Regions from separate parts of the Mus musculus genome. Here all the other regions are linked to region 4. Evidence: chromatin contacts called from public HiChIP or PLAC-seq data. All regions are on one chromosome and are shown on one strand. Each heading gives the region's core, a stretch centred on a gene start, on an enhancer-like site or on the middle of the called end of the contact. The rest is flanking DNA. Distances are from core to core; before and after follow the strand shown.

What was found. HiChIP or PLAC-seq counts read pairs in DNA pulled down with a chosen protein or histone mark.
Region 1: an H3K27ac HiChIP or PLAC-seq map of embryonic stem cells shows a contact between it and region 4, with 2.4 times the contacts expected there. The contact joins the promoter of 9330175E14Rik here to the promoter of Pllp in region 4. A contact is called at or near these places in 1 of 39 promoter capture datasets (the SN4741 cell line), 2 of 484 Hi-C or Micro-C datasets (muscle stem cells and natural killer cells), 7 of 115 datasets of contacts at active chromatin or transcription factors (the SCID.adh cell line, effector CD8 T cells, embryonic stem cells and 2 more) and 2 of 9 other capture datasets (adipose tissue and liver).
Region 2: an H3K27ac HiChIP or PLAC-seq map of large pre-B cells shows a contact between it and region 4, with 2.1 times the contacts expected there. The contact joins the enhancer-like site here to the promoter of Pllp in region 4. A contact is called at or near these places in 1 of 39 promoter capture datasets (the C10 cell line) and 3 of 115 datasets of contacts at active chromatin or transcription factors (effector CD8 T cells, large pre-B cells and memory CD8 T cells).
Region 3: a contact with region 4 is called in an H3K27ac HiChIP or PLAC-seq map of large pre-B cells, with 4 times the contacts expected there. The contact joins the enhancer-like site here to the promoter of Pllp in region 4. A contact is called at or near these places in 3 of 484 Hi-C or Micro-C datasets (CD8 T cells, bone marrow-derived macrophages and conventional type 1 dendritic cells) and 3 of 115 datasets of contacts at active chromatin or transcription factors (the 230-238 cell line, large pre-B cells and pro-B cells).

The regions. Positions count from the first base shown.
Region 1 is chr8:94,433,822-94,436,521 of GRCm38.p6, forward strand. It overlaps 9330175E14Rik (RIKEN cDNA 9330175E14 gene), which reads right to left and starts at 1,282. Exons shown (of 3, transcript NR_015514.2): 1 at 1,015-1,282; 2 at 406-655; 3 at 1-325. It also overlaps a transcript of Nlrc5 not described here.
Region 2 is chr8:95,035,958-95,038,698 of GRCm38.p6, forward strand. Adgrg3 (adhesion G protein-coupled receptor G3) reads left to right here. Exons shown (of 12, transcript NM_173036.3): 6 at 484-523; 7 at 643-734; 8 at 869-981. Among named protein-coding and RNA genes, the nearest start is that of Gm51544, 17 kb to the left of the region's middle. Within about 2 kb of position 1,319, at least 139 of the 459 cell types and tissues checked have an H3K27ac peak or open chromatin away from gene starts, as enhancers often do.
Region 3 is chr8:94,299,605-94,302,304 of GRCm38.p6, forward strand. It overlaps Nup93 (nucleoporin 93), which reads left to right. Exons shown (of 22, transcript NM_001357266.1): 9 at 1,156-1,288; 10 at 2,464-2,621. Among named protein-coding and RNA genes, the nearest start is that of Mir138-2, 23 kb to the right of the region's middle. Within about 2 kb of position 1,402, at least 12 of the 459 cell types and tissues checked have an H3K27ac peak or open chromatin away from gene starts, as enhancers often do. A contact at or near this core is called in the 230-238 cell line and pro-B cells, where this site is marked.
Region 4 is chr8:94,694,903-94,697,602 of GRCm38.p6, forward strand. It overlaps Pllp (plasma membrane proteolipid), which reads right to left and starts at 1,340. Exons shown (of 4, transcript NM_026385.4): 1 at 1,134-1,340. The coding sequence starts at 1,268.

The DNA of each region.
Region 1 (2,700 bases), core at 32-2,531, 260 kb before region 4:
GAGGAGCCTGGCCTCCTGTTCTGGGACAAAGACAAGAGGCAGGGCAGGTTGTAGAACTTGGAACAGAGACAGGAACTTTCCAGGGCTGACGCTGGCCCTGTAGTCCTTTTCTTACCGCCCACCTCTTTCCATCCCTTATCCCTGCACCAAGCTTTCTTCTGTAGCCTAGGCAACCCTTGCACCCAGGGACCAGCAGAGACACACCTGGAGGCCGCGCTTGTCCAGGTCAGGTCTCAGGTGATGAGCCGCTGTCGCCACTGGACCCTGGACCCAACTCCACGAAGTTTTGCTCAGTGGCTCCTCCTGCCTTCATCCTACATCGTCTCTGGGAAGTGTAGAAAGAAGGGTTGTGCGGGTCCTGCTGCGCTCTGGCCCCACCCACTTCCTGGCAGATGCCCACCTTACCCAGTCTCAGTAGTCAGAGAGGCATGTCCCGCTGCGATCTCCAAGCCGCGGCGGGTTCCGGGCACGCTACTCGCGCGCCCTGGGGCTGGCACTTTGAATCCACGTGATTTCTCGGCAGCGGCAGTAGAGTCTATGAACTAGCGAACAGCGCCCGCTCAGTGGCCACTTTCAGTTTCCACAGAGCGCGGTGGAGAGGGAGCTGAACTGGTGAGTTACCTGCCCAAGCCGGGGCGCGGAGGGAGATCTGTGCCTAGAGAGAGGAGGGGGTGTCAGGGGCTAGGTGGATAGACAAACGGACTGAGGGGCCCGGGTGGGTTGGGGTACTGGTGGCTTAGCAAAATGCAGTCGGACACTGTAATTTGGGGACCACAGAAATTGGAGGGAGTGGCTCAGTTTGGGAAAAAACTTTGTATGTCTGTGCGCCCCCTCTCCTGGTGCCTGCCACACTTGTCATCCCCCACCCCCAACCATACTTTCTTCTTGTTTTTTTTTTTTTCTTTTCAATGCCTTTGCTTTAATAATAATCCAGAAGCCGCCCTGTTTGCTACATATAATTCTGAATTTTCAGCCAAAACAACAAAACAAACAAACAAACAAACAAAACCCCACCTTTTATTAGACAGATAGAATTTGGCTGAACCGTAGCAACTTGCTGTTCTATAGAGGAAAGCTGCGTTCTCTAAGAGTTGCCAACCTCAGGTCGGTGGCTTCTGGCTACCAACATTGTGTTGGAACAAATACTAGATATTAAGGAATGTACAAAAAGACAGGGATCTTTAAAAACAAAAACAAAAACAAAACAGAATATTGTGTTTTAAAAGAGAACGATGTTTCTTGAATGTCCATCACCTGTATTTCTAATGATCATTGAAACTTTCCAGTCACAAGGGTAAGCCTGGGCAGCCTTTTGTCCCTGGCCTACCACAATGCCACGTGGGGTTTAAACCATTTTTTTTCCACTCAGAAAAGCTGAGCTGGGAGCTCTGGGAGGTTCCTGGAGAATTCTGGGTCTTCAGTACTATTGGTATATATTGTCAGGATTCTTCTGAAAAGGGCGGGAGGGGCTTCATACAGAAAAGGTATTTTGAAAATTGACCTTCATGATTGGGGGAAAAGGCTAGAAAATGACCAAAGGTGGGTGTAGCTGAGCCATACCTGCAGCTTTCTCTTCCTGAATCGCTTTCTTGCAAAGAAAGGAAACCCGGAAACCTGCCAGGTTCCCTCTGGGATGTAGCTCAGAGACAGGGCAGACCCTGGTTTGAGTCCCCGGCGCCACAAAAATAAGGCACCAGGCCTGAGCTCCCACCAGAGAACAGAGTGGGCGGGAGTGACTGGAAGTTCATAAGGCCCCTCATGGTGTACTGTCCACAGACCAGCACCAGCAATTATGCCTTGCCTGCCCTGCCTCCAGGACCAGCGCCCATCTGTCTTGGAATAGGACCTCTGGGTGCTCTCAATACTGTGCATCATGACCATGAGTTACGATTTCAGATCTTGGAAGGTTGGTTCCCCATCTATAGTACAGACATTATGTTCAAAATTTATCTCCTGAATCGAGTGAGACGAAATAGAAACAATGCCTCGGCCACAAGTGTGAGGAGCCTGGGGTCCTGATGGGACAAATGCCGAAGCTAAGGGAACGCCTTAGTGCCTTAGTCTGCTTAGTCCGGTCTGCCCAGAAAGCACAGGTTGGCCTGATCTCAGAAGCTAAGTATGCTTAGGCCTAGTAAGCACTTGGTTGGGAAAGTCTGCCTAGACCTGTTCCCGGACCAGCCCGAGGATAGCAGTACCTGGTCAATGTCTATGTGCTCTCTCTCTCTCTCTCTCTCTCTCTCTCTCTCTCTCTCTCTCTCTCTCTCTCTCTCTTTCTCTCTTCCCTCTAGAAAGAGTTCAACAAAACTCTGTAGATTCTCTTCTCCCATATTTTGTGCTGTGTGTTGGGTAAAGAAGACATCCCCACTGCCTCTGAACGTGACCTTATTTGGACACAGGGTGACTGCAGACACTTAAGATGAGGTTGTAGGGTGGGCCCAGTAAGACTTCTGCCCACTAATAGAGGCGATCAGCATATCCACATAGATACCTCAGGAAGGCGGCCATCTTGGGGAGGCAGAGACTGCAACTACAAGCTGAAAGACAAAAATCCCAGCAACCAAAGTGTCCCAATCGGAAAGAGGAAGGCCCCTTTACTAGCATCCTCAGAGGATGCAGACTGCAGAGAATAAAAAAATAAAAAGCCATTTCTGCCAGCGCTTGATGGAACTTTTGTTTTTTTAACCACATCTGATACATCAT
Region 2 (2,741 bases), core at 69-2,568, 340 kb after region 4:
CTGGGGCCTGGCAGTTACTGTGGAGCATACCGTGCATGAGCTCTGAGAAGCCACACATGGGACCCTGTGCCCTTTACCCTTCTAAGTGCATGCAGAAGAAACCATCTGGCTCATGCAGTTAATGCCCAAAGACATCTGTCTGCCCTGCACACGTGAACACACGTGCCCCCTACACCCTCCCACCCCATGTTCATAAATGTGTGGGGACCTGGGGAACCCCTCTGCATACATGCTTTCCACCCCTGCCAGGCAATGATCCTGAAGACAGGCATGCACGCACAGACAGGCAGACCCTCTTGTGCCATACATGTTGTATACCCTACATGCACAGTGGTCCAGGGAGCATCAACCGATGGAGTCGATCTCCCCATGTAAGCTACAGAGAGCTTCCTCTTAGGGCAAGACCCCTGGTGGTGCCCCGTCTTCTCTTCTCTCCCCCTTTCCTGCCTCCCTCCTCTTCTGACTCCCACTCTCTGGTTTCAGAACGTGATCCTCACCTGTGTATTCTGGGATATGGCTAAAGGTAGGTTTGGAAGACGTTTCTAGAATGAGAAAGGAGCAAGCTTCCACGGGGCAGAGGGTGAGGGCAGAGGCAGGCTCTCCCTCCCTCCTCCTCTGCTCTTACTTTGCTGTGGGCCACAGGAGACTGGGATTCCCACGGCTGCTCCACGGTGCCCGGGGATGGGAGAACTGTCTGCCGTTGCGACCACTTGACCTTCTTCGCCTTGCTGCTGGTAACAGCCCATCCATCCTGATTGCAGTGGTCCAGCTTCTGTCCCTGGGAGAGGCTGCCTGGGCTGGCTGGGGTTTGGGAGATGTGTGGGTCTGGCCCATCAGTGATGTGATCAGAACTTGGGGTCATCTACAGAGGCCGATCTTGGACCTGGCCACGGCACAGACTCTCACTCGCATCTCCCAGGCAGGCAGTGCCGTCTCCATGATCTTCCTGGCCTTCACCATGGTGCTCTATGTTGCCTTCAGGTGAGTGAAGACATCTCCTTTTCCTCCTGCCCTCAAGGAGGTACAGGATAGGGATAAGATGTCTTTGTTCTGTGGCCTCTCATCGTCTTCTCTGGCCTTTTGTGTGCTCTCTGAGAATGTAGGACATAGGGTTGAAGTTGAAAGAGGCAGAAATTCAACTCAGATTGGCCAACACGCAGGGCATGAGTGATTTGTGGAACTAGGAAACTCACATCATGTGGCCTCCAGGCAGGGAAAGAACTAAAGACTCCAGCTGAAGCCCCAGGGATTGGTCCCTCCCTTCACAGCTTGCCCTGGGATTGGTCCCTCCTTTCACAGCTTGCCCTGGGATTGGTCCCTCCCTTCACAGCTTGCCCTGGGATTGGTCTCTCCTTACACAGCTTGCTCTCTCTCCTCTCAGGATGTTAATTTCACCCTGGTGCCTGGAGAACTTCGGGCTCAGGTCCCAGCTCCTTAGATATTCAAGCAAAAGTGAAGCCCCAGAGTTGAAGGCTTTGAGAACAAACATTTCGAAATAATTATAGACTAACTGAAAATTGCAAAAATAGCACAGACAGTCTGTGGTTCCTTCCTGGAACTTCCCCAAGTGTCATGTCGTATGTAACTATAGCATATCATCAAAGCCAGGAAGTTGGCAGTGGCAGAGAATAGCTAAGTAGTCTCAAGACCCCTTCAGCTCCACCACTTTGGAGATCGTGTGTGTGTGTGTGTGTGTGTGTGTGTGTGTGTGTGTGTAGTATGGGTGTACACATGTATATGCGTGTGTGCACATGTGTATAGTGTATGTGCACATGTGCACGCATGGGCATACACATGTATATGTGTGTGTGGTGTATGGTGGGGATATGGATGTGGTGTATGGTGGGGATATATACACATGTATGTGTGTGTGTGGTGTATGGTGGGGATATGGTTTGCAAGGTCCTGTCTAAATAAAACTACATGGCCCAGTGTTCAGAGTAGTCCTAGTTGCAACAGATGGTTGACTATTAGCCAAGTGTGTGGTCCCTGTGGGCACAGGACTCTAGGGTTCATACCCCTGAGATGCTGGGTGTTCCATGTGTGTGCATGTTTAGCTTATGAATACTCAGTTGTTTTAGGGTCTGACTTTGATCACAAGCCAAGGACCAATTGGACCACTATGGTTACAGGGTAGAACACACAGGCTGGCCATTTGACTACTCATGCATTTAAGTGACAAGGGACAAAGCCACTTACTTGTGGCTAAGTGTGGGGAAGGATGCCCCTTCTGGGATACATGAGCTTCTCCAAAAAGAAGCAGGCACAGGAAAGAAACAGGACCAGATAGTGCTGTCACTTGGCTGTCCTGAGCCAGGATTTGACCAAGAAACCCTCAGACCTGCTGAGTTGAAGGAGCCTGTGGGTTCAGCCTCTGCTCATCGTTGCCTATCCTTATCCCCTAGAGCCCAGGCTTACTGGAACCCACCTGGAACATTCTTTTTTTTTAATTAGGTATTTTCCTCATTTACATTTTCAATGCTATCCCAAAGGTCCCCCATACCCACCCCCCCCCCAATCCCCTACCCACCCACTCCCCCTTTTTGGCCCTGGCATTCCCCTGTACTGGGGCATATAAAGTTTGCAAGTCCAATGGGCCTCTCTTTGCAGTGATGGCCGACTAGGCCATCTTTTCATACATATGCAGCTAGAGTCAATAGCTCCGGGGTACTGGTTAGTTCATATTGTTGTTCCACCTATAGGGTTGCAGTTCCCTTTAGCTCCTTGGATAATTTCTCTAG
Region 3 (2,700 bases), core at 152-2,651, 400 kb before region 4:
TGGTCAGTGCTTGGTAGCCAAGAGATATAGTAGCTGCCAGTGGCAGACTCTCATTGTAAAACTGTCATTGTGTACAAAGACTTAGTTACTGGGTTACAAAATCTTAAGTCTGAGCCTAGTCACATAGAAATGATGTAGCTTGTGAGGCATTCTGTCAGACAACTTTTCTTGGTTGTCTAAAGAGGTGGGTATCAGGAAAGACAGAAGGTGGGAGAACTCCCTGGACTAAAGAGGAATGAAAGTGGGTGCCAGTTAAGCAAAGAGCCTTGGATTTTATAAGTTGAGTCTGGGATTTAGAAGGAAAACAATCTATTGGGTGCTATAGTTCATGTCTGTAGTTCTAGCACTTGGGAAGCTGAGGCAGAAGGATCACTATAAATACAAAGTATCCCCGTCCCCTTCCCCCCACACCTTCAGTTTCAGAACTGCTAGGACCACAGAGTAAGACCCTGTCTCAAACAAACAGAACTGGGGACGGGTGAATTGTGAATATGAGCATAGGAATCAGGTCAAATCCATTATTAAAAACTTGACAGTGGCTTGTGCTTTAGATAGTAGTTTGTTAATACTCAATTTCTGGGTGTCATAATGGCATTTGGGTTAGGTAGGAAAATATCCTGGCTCTTAGGAGGTACATGGCTGAAATGTTGGTAGGTCAGGTAACATACTTACCTTTTAACAACATTTGTAAATGCTTCTGGGAATAAACAGAATCCTGTTCCTATGTATGTTTGGGTGTGGGATAGGAAGGGTAGAGCTAGGAAATGCGTACAGATGTTAGAACCTGGTAATCTAGGTAAAGGGTAGGATGGAATTCACTGGACAATTCTGACTTTTCATGGAATTGATTTCGAATTCTTTAAAATAAGTTTTGTTTTTCAAAAGCAAACCCATTAGAGCAGTAGGCTCCACTCTTGAAGTATTGGAAATCCTCAGCTGTATTCCTAGGAATTATCTGGGGTACCTGTAGTAAAAATCTATACAATGATAAGAGTGGAATTTGCTTCATTGCATAGGTGTTTCCTTTTCTGTATGAAATTTAAAGTCAGCCCTTGCCTGTAGAACTCAGAGTCATGTGTTCTGAACATGGAGATGGATGTGTGTAGTACATGTTGTCAACCTTGACCATTTTTTTTCTTTTAAAAATGTTTCTAGTTATAAGAATTACACCCTTGTGACTGTCTTCGGAAATCTGCATCAGGCACAGCTGGGCGGTGTGCCTGGGACTTACCAGCTGGTTCGGAGTTTCCTAAACATTAAACTGCCAGCTCCTTCACCAGGACTTCAGGTACCTCTGCAGGGCCAGACACATTCCAGAGCCACTAGTTGATCTTAGGCATTCTTAGTTGAAGGGAGTTCTGTGTGGTAAAGAGGCTGGGTCGTGCTGTTTCCTGGGGGCCCTTTCAAAACCAGTCATGCAAAAATCCTGAGTAGAGGCAGGAGATGTGCCAACACCATGTCTCAGATGAGTTTTCAAAGTTAAGCTTTAAGTGCTCTCTCAGACACTTACATGTGGGTGTAAGACACGAAGTGAGGAATATGTCAGAAGTTTAAAGCAAACCAGCTGAAAGAGTGGCATTGAGTGTGATTTAGTCCCTCTGCCTGCTTGTCTTGCAGGTGGGGGTTATTTTACAGTGTCTGATAGAATGTACAAGCTAAGCTGGAGCTTTGTGCCTAAAGATGCTAGCTTCATAAAAGGTCAAACTTAACTCTTAAAGAGCAGGGGCTCACCCTCAGTGGGCCTCTGGAAGGCTGTTCCAGGCGGGGAGAACAGTGTGGACAAACAAGAGAGAAAGCAGAGTATCTGGAGTGGTAGGGCATGTGGCAGGGCTTAGCAAGCTTTGGGTTAGCTGGTAAAGGAAGGCATTGAGTCCCAAAGCTGAGCATGTGGCCTTGCATAGCTTAACCGTGTTGAAGAGGGCACGTGATGCCAAGATGAAGCTTCTGCTACAGAAGGGCGGGGAGTGCCAAGAGTTCCGAAAGAACTGACAACGAACAGTACAAGGCCAGGCCTGCTCCACGGACAAGCGAAAAGTGGGTGGGTGGTCACATCGTTGGGAGTGGGAGACAGTCACCTCGCAGCTCTTGATATCCAGACAGTTAAACATTTGGAGGGATAAGTCATGTTCAGTTTTATAAGCTCAAGTGGATGAATTGCTCTCATTAGTCAGTGACATCTTTAGCCTTTATTTTGTCAAAATCAAAGAAGGTGATCCCATTGTTGCTGGCTAGGAGAAAAAGCATAGGTGGGCTCTGTTGGCATCACAGTACCTCCAGATCCATCGCACACTGCCACTCCCAGTTTTCCCTGGACAACTCAATGTGTTTTCGAAACACAGGGAATAGGATACAATCAGTGGCTCTTAGCCCATGGGGTTATGGTGGGAACTGCGTACCTTAGCTGGGTGTCTCACATCACAAAGTGTTTGTTAGCTTTTGTTTGACTGTGCCTTTGTCTTGTAGGATGGAGAGGTAGAAGGCCATCCTGTCTGGGCATTAATTTATTACTGCATGCGCTGTGGAGACCTGCTTGCCGCATCACAAGTCGTCAGTCGAGCCCAGCACCAGCTTGGGGAATTTAAAACTTGGTTCCAGGAGTACATGAACAGCAAGGATAGAAGGTACCATGAGCACTGTGCTTTGCTGCAGATATAGACTGCATTTAGTGAGTTTCCTGTCAGTGGAGGACTGCATGGAACA
Region 4 (2,700 bases), core at 90-2,589:
AAAATAAATAAAACAAACAAGGCAATCACCAAGAGCCCAACACTCCAGGGTCGGCAGTGTCTGCGCGGCAGAGTTAAATTGGTCCCAGAAGAGAGCCTCATGCTACCCTCCCTGATCTCATCAAAACCAAACAGTACCCAAAACCACTCCAGGAGAAGACATTAAAATGCAAATTTCTTGCTGCGCTTTTGGAGATTCAAAGAGCAGTTTCACATTTTTTCCGGGGTTGGGGCCCAAGAATCTGAATTTTAAACAAACCCAGGGAGGAGACGGAGGGGGAAGGGGGAAGGGGGAAGGGGGAAGGGCGAAGGCTCACCAAGGAAGATCAGAAATCTCGAAACCAAGATAGTATGTATGCCCTAGGTGGAGATGGCCCAGGAAAGCCTCCCGACTCCCCAGCCCGGCCTGGCAGCCTGGCTCGAGGTGCCCACTGGAGGGATGATGACAGAAACAGATGCATGCCCACCTGCGGTGCTACCCTATTCCTCTACCAGCGGACCTCTCAGTTAATGGAGACCGTTCCCTAGGGGCAGCCACAGGCCTCCAGACCCTCGCAGGAGGGGACTATGAAAAGACAGCTGACATCTCAGAATGCACCCAATGGGAACGGGCAACTCTAGGATCTTCAGCTGGGACCTGCACAGAGTACGGGGGATGGCAGACACGTGGTTTCTTGCCTCTGCGAATCTCCACAGCCCAAGGAAGGAGATTCGACCAGCAGACCCTGGGTAGGTGCCCTGGTGGGAGCGCGCGTGTCAGAGCCACTGATGTGGTGTTCTGCCCTGTCCAGGAGGGCTACAGAGCGGTCGCATTTAGTGGTTAAAGCCGGGTGAAGAGGAGGGCAGTGGACTTTGCCCGGCGGAGAAAGCCAGGGCACGGTCCCAGAGGGAAGGGGGAAGGGTAGAAGAGAAGGGACAGACTGGCGGACAGTTGTGCGCAGCTATCTCAGCTACGGTATCGCCACGGTAACCACCCGGGTAGGGTGTGTATGGTCCCCTCCACAAGAGTCATGCTGTGCTCGCAGGGATGTCACACGAGCGTCCCCAGGTGCAAGCTTCCCGGCGATCTTGGGAGTGAGCGTCCCGGGGGTCCCCGGAGAGTCCCCCATCCAGTCCCCGAGCTACCCGGCTCACCAGCTGCAGAAGCGCGAGCACCCCAAGAGCGGAGCGCACGAAGCCCAGATCCGGTCGCAGCGCAGACACAGAGGCTCCCACGCCCTGCGCGGGGCTGCTGGTCCTCGTGCTCACTTTCGACGGGAACTCCGCCATAGCGATCGCGAGCCTACGACGCTCTGGCCGCGCTCCCGGCGCTGCTCCGGGGCTGCGACTGCGGCTCCGGCTGCTGGCGCTGCTTGGGTACCCTAGACAGAACTCACAGGTGCGCGAAGCCCAGCCCCGCTCCGCCCGAGGCCCCGCCCCTTCTTGAGGCCCCGCCCCTTAACCCTGGGTTCGCCTGTTTGGATAGAGATTTTGAAGAAGTCCGTAGACCGATCTACAGACAGCCAGGCAGGAAAAAATAAATCCAGGTAGTGGCAACTGCTGCTGTGACTGAATCTAACAGGGCGAGGCAGAGTGACCAGGAGATTTTTAGATGGTTGTTTTAGGGTCTCTATTACGGTGGTAGAAAACCATGACCAAAAGCAAATTGGGGAAGAAAGGGTTTATTTGTCTTATGCTTCCATATCATTGCTCATCACTGAAGGAAATCAGGACAGGAACTCAAGCAGGGCAGAGACCTGGAGGCAGGAGCCGATGCAGAGGCCATGGAGGGGTGCTGCTTACTGGCTTGCTTCCCCTGGCTTGCTCAGCCTGCTTTCTTATAGAACCCAGGACCCAGGGATGGCACCGCTCACAATGGACTGGGCCCTCCTCCATCAATCACTGAGAAAATTCTCTACAGGGCTTGCCTAGAGCCCGATCTTATAGAGGCATTTTCTCAATCCAGGTTCCCTCCTCTTGGATTGCTATAGCTTGTATTAAGTTGACAGAAAAGGAAGGAGCACATTAGTCAAGGAAGACCTGTCAGAAGTGGTGACATTTGTGCAGAGGCCTGAATCTGTGAGTAGGAGGAAACCTTGGGAGGATTTAAGTGAGGAGCAAAGGCGCAGTGGCAGGACCAACCTAGGCAGTTGGGGAAATAGAAAGCAGGTCCCCAAAGGGACTGGAGCTGAGCACATGAGGGTGACACTGACCCCCAGTGGGTAAGGACCAGGTCACAGAAGCTGTGTAGGTGACTGTACTATCCTATGGCTCCTTGTGACAACTTATCACAAGCTCAAGGTCCTAACAAAAGTTTCTTCTCAGTGATGGAGGCTAGATATGCAAAGGCATCATCACGGAGACACAGTCATGGTGTCCTGAGCTCAGGCAACCTCTGGGGTACTTTTGCCCACTTTTTGTCTTGAGACAGGAGATTGCTCTGTAATCCAGACTGACTTCATGCTTTTGACATTCCTCGTACCTCAGGTCTTTGCAGGCTGGGATTACAGATGACCTGCCGGCAGGGGATTCTGGTACCCTACCTAGCTCTGCCTCTCCTCGTATCATCAACTCTCCTCTTACTATGCACAAGATATCTCTCTCTCTCTCTCTCTCTCTCTCTCTCTCTCTCTCTCTCTCTCTCTCTCTCTCTCATCTCTTTTGTAAGGATATGGTCATGACTATATTGCCCATCAGATAATACAGTTCAATATCCTCAAAT